2 separate regions of the Muntiacus reevesi genome follow, and region 1 is linked to region 2. The links are chromatin contacts, called in public Hi-C maps. All regions are on one chromosome and are shown on one strand. Each heading gives the region's core, a stretch centred on a gene start, on an enhancer-like site or on the middle of the called end of the contact. The rest is flanking DNA. Distances are from core to core; before and after follow the strand shown.

Region 1 (4,640 bases), core at 1,028-3,527, 160 kb before region 2:
AAGCCTGTGACTGTGTGGATCACAACAAACTGTGGAAAATTCTTAAAGAGATGGGACTACCAGACCACCTTACCTGCCTCCTGTATGCAGGAGTAAAAGCAACATCAGTATGCAGGTCAAGAAGCAACAGTTAGAACTGGACATGGAACAACAGATTGGTTCCAAATCGGGAAAAGAGTATACCAAGGCTGTCACTCTGCTTATTTACCTTATATGCAGAGAAATATCAATTATGCAAAATGCCAGGCTGGATGAAGCACAAGCTGGAATCAAGATTGCCGGGAGAAATATCAATAACTTCAGATATGCAGATGACACCACCCTTATGGCAGAAAGTGAAGAACTAAAGAGCCTCTTGATGAAACTGAAAAGAGGAGAGTGAAAAAGTTGGCTTAAAATTCAACATCCAGAAAACTAAGATCATGGCATCCAGTCCCATCCCTTCATGGCAAATAGATGGGGAAACAGTGGAAATAGCATTTATTTATAATAAACAGACTTTATTTTGGGGGGCTCCAAAATCATTGCAGATGGTGACTGCAGCCATGAAATTAAAAGACACTTGCTGCTTGGAAGAAAAGCTATGACCAACCTAAACAGCATATTAAAAAGCAGAGACATTACTTGGCCAACAAAGGTCCATCTAGTCAAAGTTACGGTTTTTCCAGTAGTCATGTATGGATGTGAGAGTTGGACTATAAAGAAAGCTGAGTGCTGAAGAATTGATGCTTTTGAACTGTGGTGTTGGAGAAGACTCTTGAGAGTCCCTTGGACAGCAAGGAGATCCAACCAGTCAATCATAAAGAAAATCAGTCCTGAATATTCATTGGAAGGACTGATATTGAAGTTGAAACTCCAATACTTTGGCTACCTGATGTGAAAAACTGACTCATTGGAAATGACCTTGATGGTGGGAAAGATTGAAGGCAGGAGAAGAAGGGGATGACAGAGGATGAAATGGTTGGGTGGCATCACCGACTCAATGGACATGAGTTTGAGTAAGCTCTGGGAGTTGTTGATGGACAGAGAAGCTTGGCGTGCTGCAGTCCACGGGGTCGAAAAGAGTCAGATACGACTGAATGACTGAACTGAGCTGAAACACTGTAAGAATAAGTAAGCACCTGTGGATTTTTTTTTTTTTAATTCATTGTTATAGTCCATTTCCATCAGTATTCATTCATGATACTCAAATTGTCCCAGATGGGTAAGTGAAGTTAACTTCAAACTGACTCCTGTTACCTTTTGACATGTCTGCGATATGAAAATCTTGCTTTCTGGGACAAGACCTTTCAAGCGCATTTTATACTTTCCCTCTCTGTCTGGGAATAAAGCCATTTCTCCAGAGTCTGTTTCCTTTTATTCAAAATATTAAAATAACGCTGTACCTGTTTCCCTGGGTCAGCGTATGAAAGATCGGTGTGGTGATTTGCTATCCTAACTTTAGCATTGCCAGTGTGACCTTGGCAATTTCCTTCGTTCCCAAGGGGTTGATTCCTCATCTGAAAAGAAACTGGATTAGGTAAGTATTTCTTAAGCTTTTCGCGGTCACCAACACATTTAAAAGCTATATTCCCATCTTCCCAGAGGCAAGCTCAAAGAAGCATTAAAAAATTGCACACATTTTAGGGGTTTCGTGCCCCCAAAGGCCATTTGAGGCTCCAAATCCCTGGATTAGGTGATCTCCAAGGCCTACTTCACCGCTGATACACTGTTGAGTGTATAAGGGTCTGTGCGGGTGTCAGAATGAACGCTAAGAGACATCAAATTTGGAGGGATTTATATAGAGACAGATGAGAAAAAGATACAAAGAAGGGAGCCTGTGAGCAATGCATTGCTCAGCCAGAGTTCTTCGCCCGTGCCAAATTTAGGAAGAACAGTAGTCATAGGTGAGAGGTTTTGGCGGGAAGGTCCCCCTGGTGGGCGGGTAACGCCGGGGCCGGGGAAGAAGACCCAGGGCCAGCCCCAGTCGCTGCAGCCCTGCGCGCCGCCCACCAGGGCTCGCTCTTACCCTTCGTCAGGGTGGCCGAGGAGCGGGGCGGGCCAGGCCGCTACCCCGCCCCGTTCCTCAGCGAGGCGGCCGCGAGCTCGGAGGGCGCAGGAGCCCGGAAGGAACGCGCCGTCCAGGCCCCGCCCAGCCGCCCGCCCTCGCGGCCGCCCGCCGCCTACGTCGGCGGGGCTCCGGTCGCCATGGTGACCAATCGAGGCCCGGTCCCGCCCCCGCCCCTCTGTCCCGGCCCCCTGACGTCGGCGCACGTCAGCGGCGGCGCGCGCCTGGCTGGGCCCTGCGGAGCGGGAGGGACGGAGCGCAGGAGAGAGCGGAGCCGCCGTCGCCCGAGCGGAGCCGCGCAGCCCGCCCGCCAGCCAGTCCGCCCGCCAGCCGACCAGTCAGCGCTCCAGTCCGCCGTGCCTCGCAGCGGGGCCCAGCATGGTCATGGCGGATGGCCCGAGGCACTTGCAGCGCGGGCCGGTCCGGGTGGGGTTCTACGAAATCGAGGGCACGCTGGGCAAGGGCAACTTCGCCGTGGTGAAGCTGGGGCGACACCGGATCACCAGGACGGAGGTGCGGCCCGGGGCTCGGCGGGAGCGTCCGAGGCGAGGGTTCGGGAGACGAGCTATTGGCCAAGAGGGGCGCCTGCCGCGGGGGGCCTGGGCAGCTCCGAGAGGCCGGGTCACCGGCTCAGACGAGAGGGCCTGGGAGTGTGAGGACCCGGGGAGCTCCAGGGGTCGGCGAGCGCCACGGGGACCGGGGCCGCGTCGCCCGGACCCGGGTGTCGTCCGATTTGGAGACCCGGGCCGCCAGGCGCTTTGCCTTCTCTGGGCCACCCCTGGGGCCCCCCCGGAATTTCGCCCAGAGCCTCGCACCCGTGGCCGTGACCTGGTCTGTGGGCCTCCGCTCCGGAGCCCAAGTTCCGCGTCTTCCCGGCTTTCAGCTGGGGGTGGGGTGGGAGGGGAAGTCTCCGCGCTCCTGGGCTGCGCGGTGAGAGGCGTCGCCAGCCCGGCCGAGGGGACCGCTTGCGCCCCGACGCCCCGGACGGGGCTCCGCAAGGCTCCGGGGGAACCGCGTCGCCCCCTCCCCGGCCACTCGAGGAAGGGGGGCCCCGAGGGCCGGGAATGCCCGGAGCGCCACGGTCCCATCTTCTCTCCGCTCCTGGTGCTAGACAGTATCTCTGACCTAGTGTCAGGCTTGCTGGATCTCGTGCCTGAGGCATTTCCACCTTAGTACTCCAGACAATAGAGCCGGTTAAAATGGTCATCTGGGCATTCGCACAGTCGGTGGGGTTGGCCTTTCTTATGCTAGGTGATTTCTTTACCAGGGGTGCGTTCTGGCGGTGAATACGCGTTCCTTAAGCCGCGTCAGATTCTACCTGTCTCTTCTAAAAGCCCTCGGCTGCTTCCTGACGGGGAAGCGAGCATCTCCCCCCCGCCCTCCATCGCACATTCTCACGCACCGCACATATTTTCTCGCAAGTCTCTCTTCTTACCTAACCCGCCTCCCCTTCCTTTCACCGCCTCAAGCTGCTCTCCTCAGGGTCTCTATTTTAAGACGTGCAAATTAAATACTTTAGAAAAACGGTAGAAACAAAACCATTCTTTAGAATAAAACCTTGTGTTTTTGACATACTCTACTCTGCGTCGTTGTAGTTGTTCTGGAGTTTCATCCTTTCCTTTTTTTTTTTTTCTTTTTTCCCTTTCCACTTTTCATCCTGTTCAGCGTTTCTCCTTGTTAGTGCGAAGGTACCAGAGTTTGGATATGAAATAGCAGGATTCTTTTTCAGAATGGCTGTGTAAGGTGAAGGGCATTGGAAAACTTGAGTGATTTTTGTAGCTGTTGTTCTTAGAAGTTTTGCTTACTGTGAAGAAATCCGTTTCCAAAAAGAAGGGGCATATGTCATTGTGTCATCCTCGTTTTTCGTCTTGCCCTGCTGATCGTGACTGAGGCAGTCGAATTCCGACCATTTTGTGTGTGTGTGTGTGTGTGTTTTTAGCATCAGGGCCAAGGTCACAAATTTTCCTCTCACAAATTTACTAGAGTTAGCAATTTAAGTTTTTAATGTAAATAATGTGACTGTAGTGAGATTACTTAATCTGATCCCAGTATTTTTTAAAACGAAGAAATTGATTGCATTCCTCTAAGGAAACATGGCTTAATGCCATGCTGTTTGCCCTTTAGTTACATGAAAAGAAGACATTTTTAATATGTATTTTTGTATAAGTCCTTGCTTAACGACTCCAAAAACTAAACAGATTTCATAGTTAGGAAGAGCTTCTACAGAACTTTCGAACTCTAGTGGTTGAATTCCAAGCCCATCAGCTCATATTATTTTTTTTCTCATCAGTTCTTATCAGTGTTAGTTGAAAGATTTGTCAGCTGTTACTTATTAGTATTTGGTATACAGTAGTATATAGTATCTACTTAAGAATTACTTAAGTAGAGCTATAAGTGACTGACACTTTTTCTTGAGGTTGTCATCTCAAACCGTGTTACTTTTAAACTGATCTCTCTCGTAGAGCTAGGGGGCAGTGTGGAGTAGTATCATGGTTTGGCTATCGGTGAGATCAAGGCATTTGTAATTGAAGGCACAGGTCAGATCAAGAAAGAGCACTCAGATCCTGAACTGTGTGCGTGGTTTACATTTGTA
Region 2 (4,566 bases), core at 1,895-4,394:
GTGTGGTACAGCCAAAGAGGAGGTGAAAACAAAGATGATGTGGTAAGGGGTGACTGGGGAAGAAATTTAAGGTTGAGAGGTCAGGGAAGGCATTGCTGAGATGCATTGAAGCTGGCATCTAAATGATAAGGAGTCAGTCATAGGAAGCTCAAAAACACATGTTATTATAGGGACTATCCAGGGCAATAAGCTTGGTGTATTCAAAGAACAGAAGGAAGACTATTGTGAATGGAATGAGGTTATTAAGAGGGAACATGATATGAGATAAGCTCATAGGGGCAAATTTTATAAACTAAGAAATTATGAATTTTCTAAGAACCATGGCAGGGAGTGAGTGATCCATCTCTGGGTGAAGAGTGAACTGGAGTGGTGGGGCAGAAGGCATGAGTGGAAAGCAACTAGATTACTACAATAATCTAAAGGAAAGACCAGTGGAAAGATGAGCTAGGTGGTAGTAGAGATGGAAGAAAGAGAACTGATTCGGAATACATGCAAAATCTACACGAGTTACTGACGGATTAGATGTGGGAAGTGAGGGGAAACGGATTCAAGAATGTCTTCCAGGTTTTGGCTGTGCAACTAACTGGGTAGATGGCGATGCCATTTACTGCAATGGGACAACTAATTAGGATACATTTTGGGGAAAAAACTGAGTCCTGTTTTAGACGTACTAAATTTGAAATGCCTGTTTGACACCCAAGTAGAAAAATCATAGCAGACATATAGAGACTAACACAGATATTTATATCTTTCTACGTATATCTATATCTGGAACTCATGGAAAGGTCAGAGGTAAAGACAGAAGTCATGAGAGTCAGCAATATAATATAGCCAGTATTGAAGCCTTGAAGCATACAACCCCATCATCCTGGGCAGTTGTCAAATTCCTAGTCATCTTTCACACCCTAGTTCAGACATTCTCTCCCAAAGAGATCTTCCCTGATCACCCTGGGTTAATCCCTTTCTCTTTTATGTGCTTCAAATTTTTCCATCTAACATCACATAGTAATTACTTGTTGACACAAAAGGACAGAGGTCTTATTACACTCACAATGCTCATCTTTAACATGAACATTGTAACTTCAGTGCCTGATGCAGAAGGTTCTCAATAAATGTCAACTGAATTAAACTGAAATCATGAAATTCACAAAGGAAGTCAGAATCAAAAGTTACACTTAAAATTAAAGACAAAACTAATAAACATTTCCAAAGCCACAGCATTGTTAGATGAGAATTAAGATTTCCACTATAACAGGGAAAAAAATCATGAACAGAAATAATCCAGTCCTTTTTCTCCTAACTGCTAAAGTAACAAGTCAGAAAAGAGAAAGTTCCCACATTCACAACCAGAAAAAATAAGAAAGGTTGAGTCCAAAATGCCTACATTATATGTTCTCTCAATAGCTAACACTGTGACTATCCATAAAAAGATCTGCATAAAAAATGCTGCACTGTGCCTATCACCAAACAATGTACTATTTATACTGCAAAAGTTCTAGAAGGAGAGCAGGCAGAATATACTCACCAACAAACAGTGGGCAAAGTCAGGACCTCCCACCAGGCCAGTGAAATTTCCCAGTTGCTCAGCAAGAGCTAACAGTACCTCATCTTCATCATAAATTGTATCTGGAAATGACAAGAACCCAGTACTCATCAACAAAGATAGCTGGCCCAAAGCTGGACACTCACACAAAACTAGGAAGAGACTCCATATGTAACTAGACAATCTGTCGCCATCCTAACAGCCTTTTCCTCCTCAAGCAAGTGTCTTCATGGATTTGTTTTACAGAAGGAACTAGAAATTCATAATCGCACATCAATTACTTTTCTATTAGCTAAATAGTTAATATCTGAATATGTCTGGCCACAACATTACAATATATGCTCTGCCCTGTTTCTTCACAGTAGAAACAACAGGCTCAGTTTAGTACTTATTAATACTATGGGCAACAAATTCAAAACAACAGTCCAAGTTTTGAAAGCCACTGTAAAACAAAAATGCCCAGGCCTTTCCTCAAAGAGTCACATACCTGTAAGGAATGGCAGCAGTTCAGTTCGTGTCCTTTCTACTCCAAGTGCTAGAGCAATTGTTGATAATTTCTTAATACTATTGAGACGGAGCTTTAAAAAAAAAAAGGTAGAAAGAAGAATGAAGTAAAACAGGAGTTGTGATTTAGACCAAAAGAGAGTACCTACAAACAGGTGAGGTAATTGCATACAGATAAGAAGGAAAAAAAACCTTTAATTTACACTTATTCTATGAGGAACCTCAAAAACAAGGGAACACGCCTTCTTTAGCTAAAGTAAGATTTCTCAGGCGAAACCCTCTGACGGGCCCATTAAAGAAATGAAAGAAAATACAATATCCGGAAAAGCGAGACAATTTTAAAAAGAGATTACTTTAGCAGTGGTGAAGCAGGTGAGATGGTTGAGTACCACGCCAGACTTTTCAAAGAAAAGTTCCATCAGAGCTGACATCCCGCCTCCTTTAAGTTAGTTTAGCCACCCCACCTAATTTCCACTCAAGCCGGGCCAGTTTCCAGCAGGGCGCGAGGAAGGCAGTCATTCCCCCCATTTCACAAGGCGCCTCGGCGTCCTGCAGCCCCTCCGGCCCCGCGCCACCCGCCTCCCGCTCGCCCCGCTACGGGCGCTGCCGGCCCGGGGCTGGACGCGGCGTCCTCACAGCCCGGCCCAGAAAGACCGCCCGGGCGGCAAGCCGGTTCCCCTACAAGCAACCAAGAACCAGGTGGGACGCCGGGCCGCCGCCTCGGCGGGTCAGAACAAGGCGTGAGGGGCAGGCTCCGGGGCCGCCGGGTCGAGCCACCAGAACCCCTCACGGGTCCCTCCTCTCCTCCCCGTCAAGTTTCCACTCCGAGTCCCGGCTTTCAATCCCGGGCCTCCCCCCGCCCACGGGTGCCGGCTGGCCCCCTTCCCTACCACGCGCCCGGCCGAGCCCGCGTCCGCTGCCGGGCCCGACTCCAATACCTGCACGTCCTCATTGCGGAGCTCGTCGATTAAGACCGCGATGGGGTAGAGTGAATCGTCTCCATCTCCGCCGGCGGCCCCTGAGCCGGTGGCAGGCCCCGCCGCGCCCGCCATGTTCTTCCCCCTCCGCCTGGTCTCAGCCGCTCGCTGCGCGCCCAGGCCCCGCCCCGCGCCCAGGCCCCGCCCCGCGCCCAGGCCCCGCCCCGCGCCCTGAGAGGCGGGGCTTAGGCCGGAGGTCGGCGGGAGCCGGAGTCCGGGAACCGAGTGTCTGCTGAGCGGGTAGAGACCCCCGCCAGGTCCCCGTTTCCGAAGCTGTAGGTCTGAACTCCAAAAGACAGGTGGGCTTAGAAGGCGAAAGGAGCCCCCGTGTCCTTTTCCCAAGCGAAAGAAACAGGGGCAGGGATTCATCCTGCTCGTGCTGATCTGAAGGCGTCCGGAACCTACCTGAGTGACTTGTGCTGTGCCCTCTTGGGACTCAGGGGACCAAGAGGATGCCCAAGGCCAGGAGGAAAAAAGACTTAGCGCCTCCCTCCCCCGACTTCATCCTGGCCCGGAGCCATTTGGGTCTCCAGCCCTAATTTCCCCCGCTATATCCTCAGGCTTCCACAAGCTTCCAAAGAACCCCTCCACCCCTTCCTCCGGCCTGTGCGCCAGAATTGTATCTGGCTCCTGCTCCTTAAGACAAATACCGCGGGCGGTGAGAGAAAATGAACAGTGCTATCCAAACTCCCCAGTCAATATTTTTTCCGCTTTCTCCATGCAAGCTGTTAAAAACATGCTGCGCTCTTGTTTTTGTGTTTCTTTTCAGTTTGGTACTGGAATGCTGCCTTCTGTTGTATTTTCTTTCTCTTATTTTTTAGGTCTTTAGCATGCTAGAAGTACAACAATCAAGCAAAACTAGGACAAGCTTTAATCCTTCCAAATTGGGTGAAGCGGCTACTTTGCTTGTACAAGAAAGGCTAACCTGACCTCTCTGGAACTCCCAAGAGTCCTCAAAGGCAGCGGTGGGAGGAGGTCCGAGGGTATGAGAGTTCTTGCAAAGTTTAGTAGGAAGTTTCCATTTACCCTTGTGCAGGCGGCACGGAATAACTAGAACGTCCTGTCTTTTGTTTGTTTTGGACTATAAGCAGTTTAGAGTGATAGCTACCTGTGGCGATCATAGTCTCTGAAATGGTAATTCTATGTGTCTGATGAATAAAAAAGGAAAATTATCAATAAATCTAATTTAGGGGACTTCAAAAAAATAGGGTTCTTGGAAGTAAACACAGTAGATAAGGTTTTTGATCGTAGTGTAAGTTTGGGAACCAGTGAATCTGAACAGTAGTTCTTAATTTAGGCATTCTGGATTATTTGAATGACCATTTTATAACCTGGTATTGCCTTGTGATTTCAATACCTGCATTTGCTTTTTTTTTTTTTTAATTTTTTTTTATTAGTGGAGGCTAATTACTTCACAACATTTCAGTGGGTTTTGTCATACATTGACATGAATCAGCCATAGAGTTACACGTATTCCCCATCCCGATCCCCCCTCCCACCTCCCTCTCCACCCGACTCCTCTGGGCCTTCCCAGTGCACCAG

The links. Hi-C and Micro-C count contacts between places; a contact is called where the count stands out from the background.
Region 1: a Hi-C map of muscle shows a contact between it and region 2, with 4 times the contacts expected there. The contact joins the promoter of SIK2 here to the promoter of PPP2R1B in region 2. A contact is called at or near these places in 2 of 3 Hi-C or Micro-C datasets (blood and muscle).

What each region holds. Positions count from the first base shown.
Region 1 is chr9:69,648,128-69,652,767 of mMunRee1.1, reverse strand. SIK2 (salt inducible kinase 2) reads left to right here and starts at 2,277. Exons shown (of 15, transcript XM_065944289.1): 1 at 2,277-2,560. The coding sequence starts at 2,426.
Region 2 is chr9:69,486,634-69,491,199 of mMunRee1.1, reverse strand. PPP2R1B (protein phosphatase 2 scaffold subunit Abeta) reads right to left here and starts at 3,144. Exons shown (of 17, transcript XM_065944294.1): 1 at 2,986-3,144; 2 at 2,031-2,121; 3 at 1,526-1,626. The coding sequence starts at 3,099.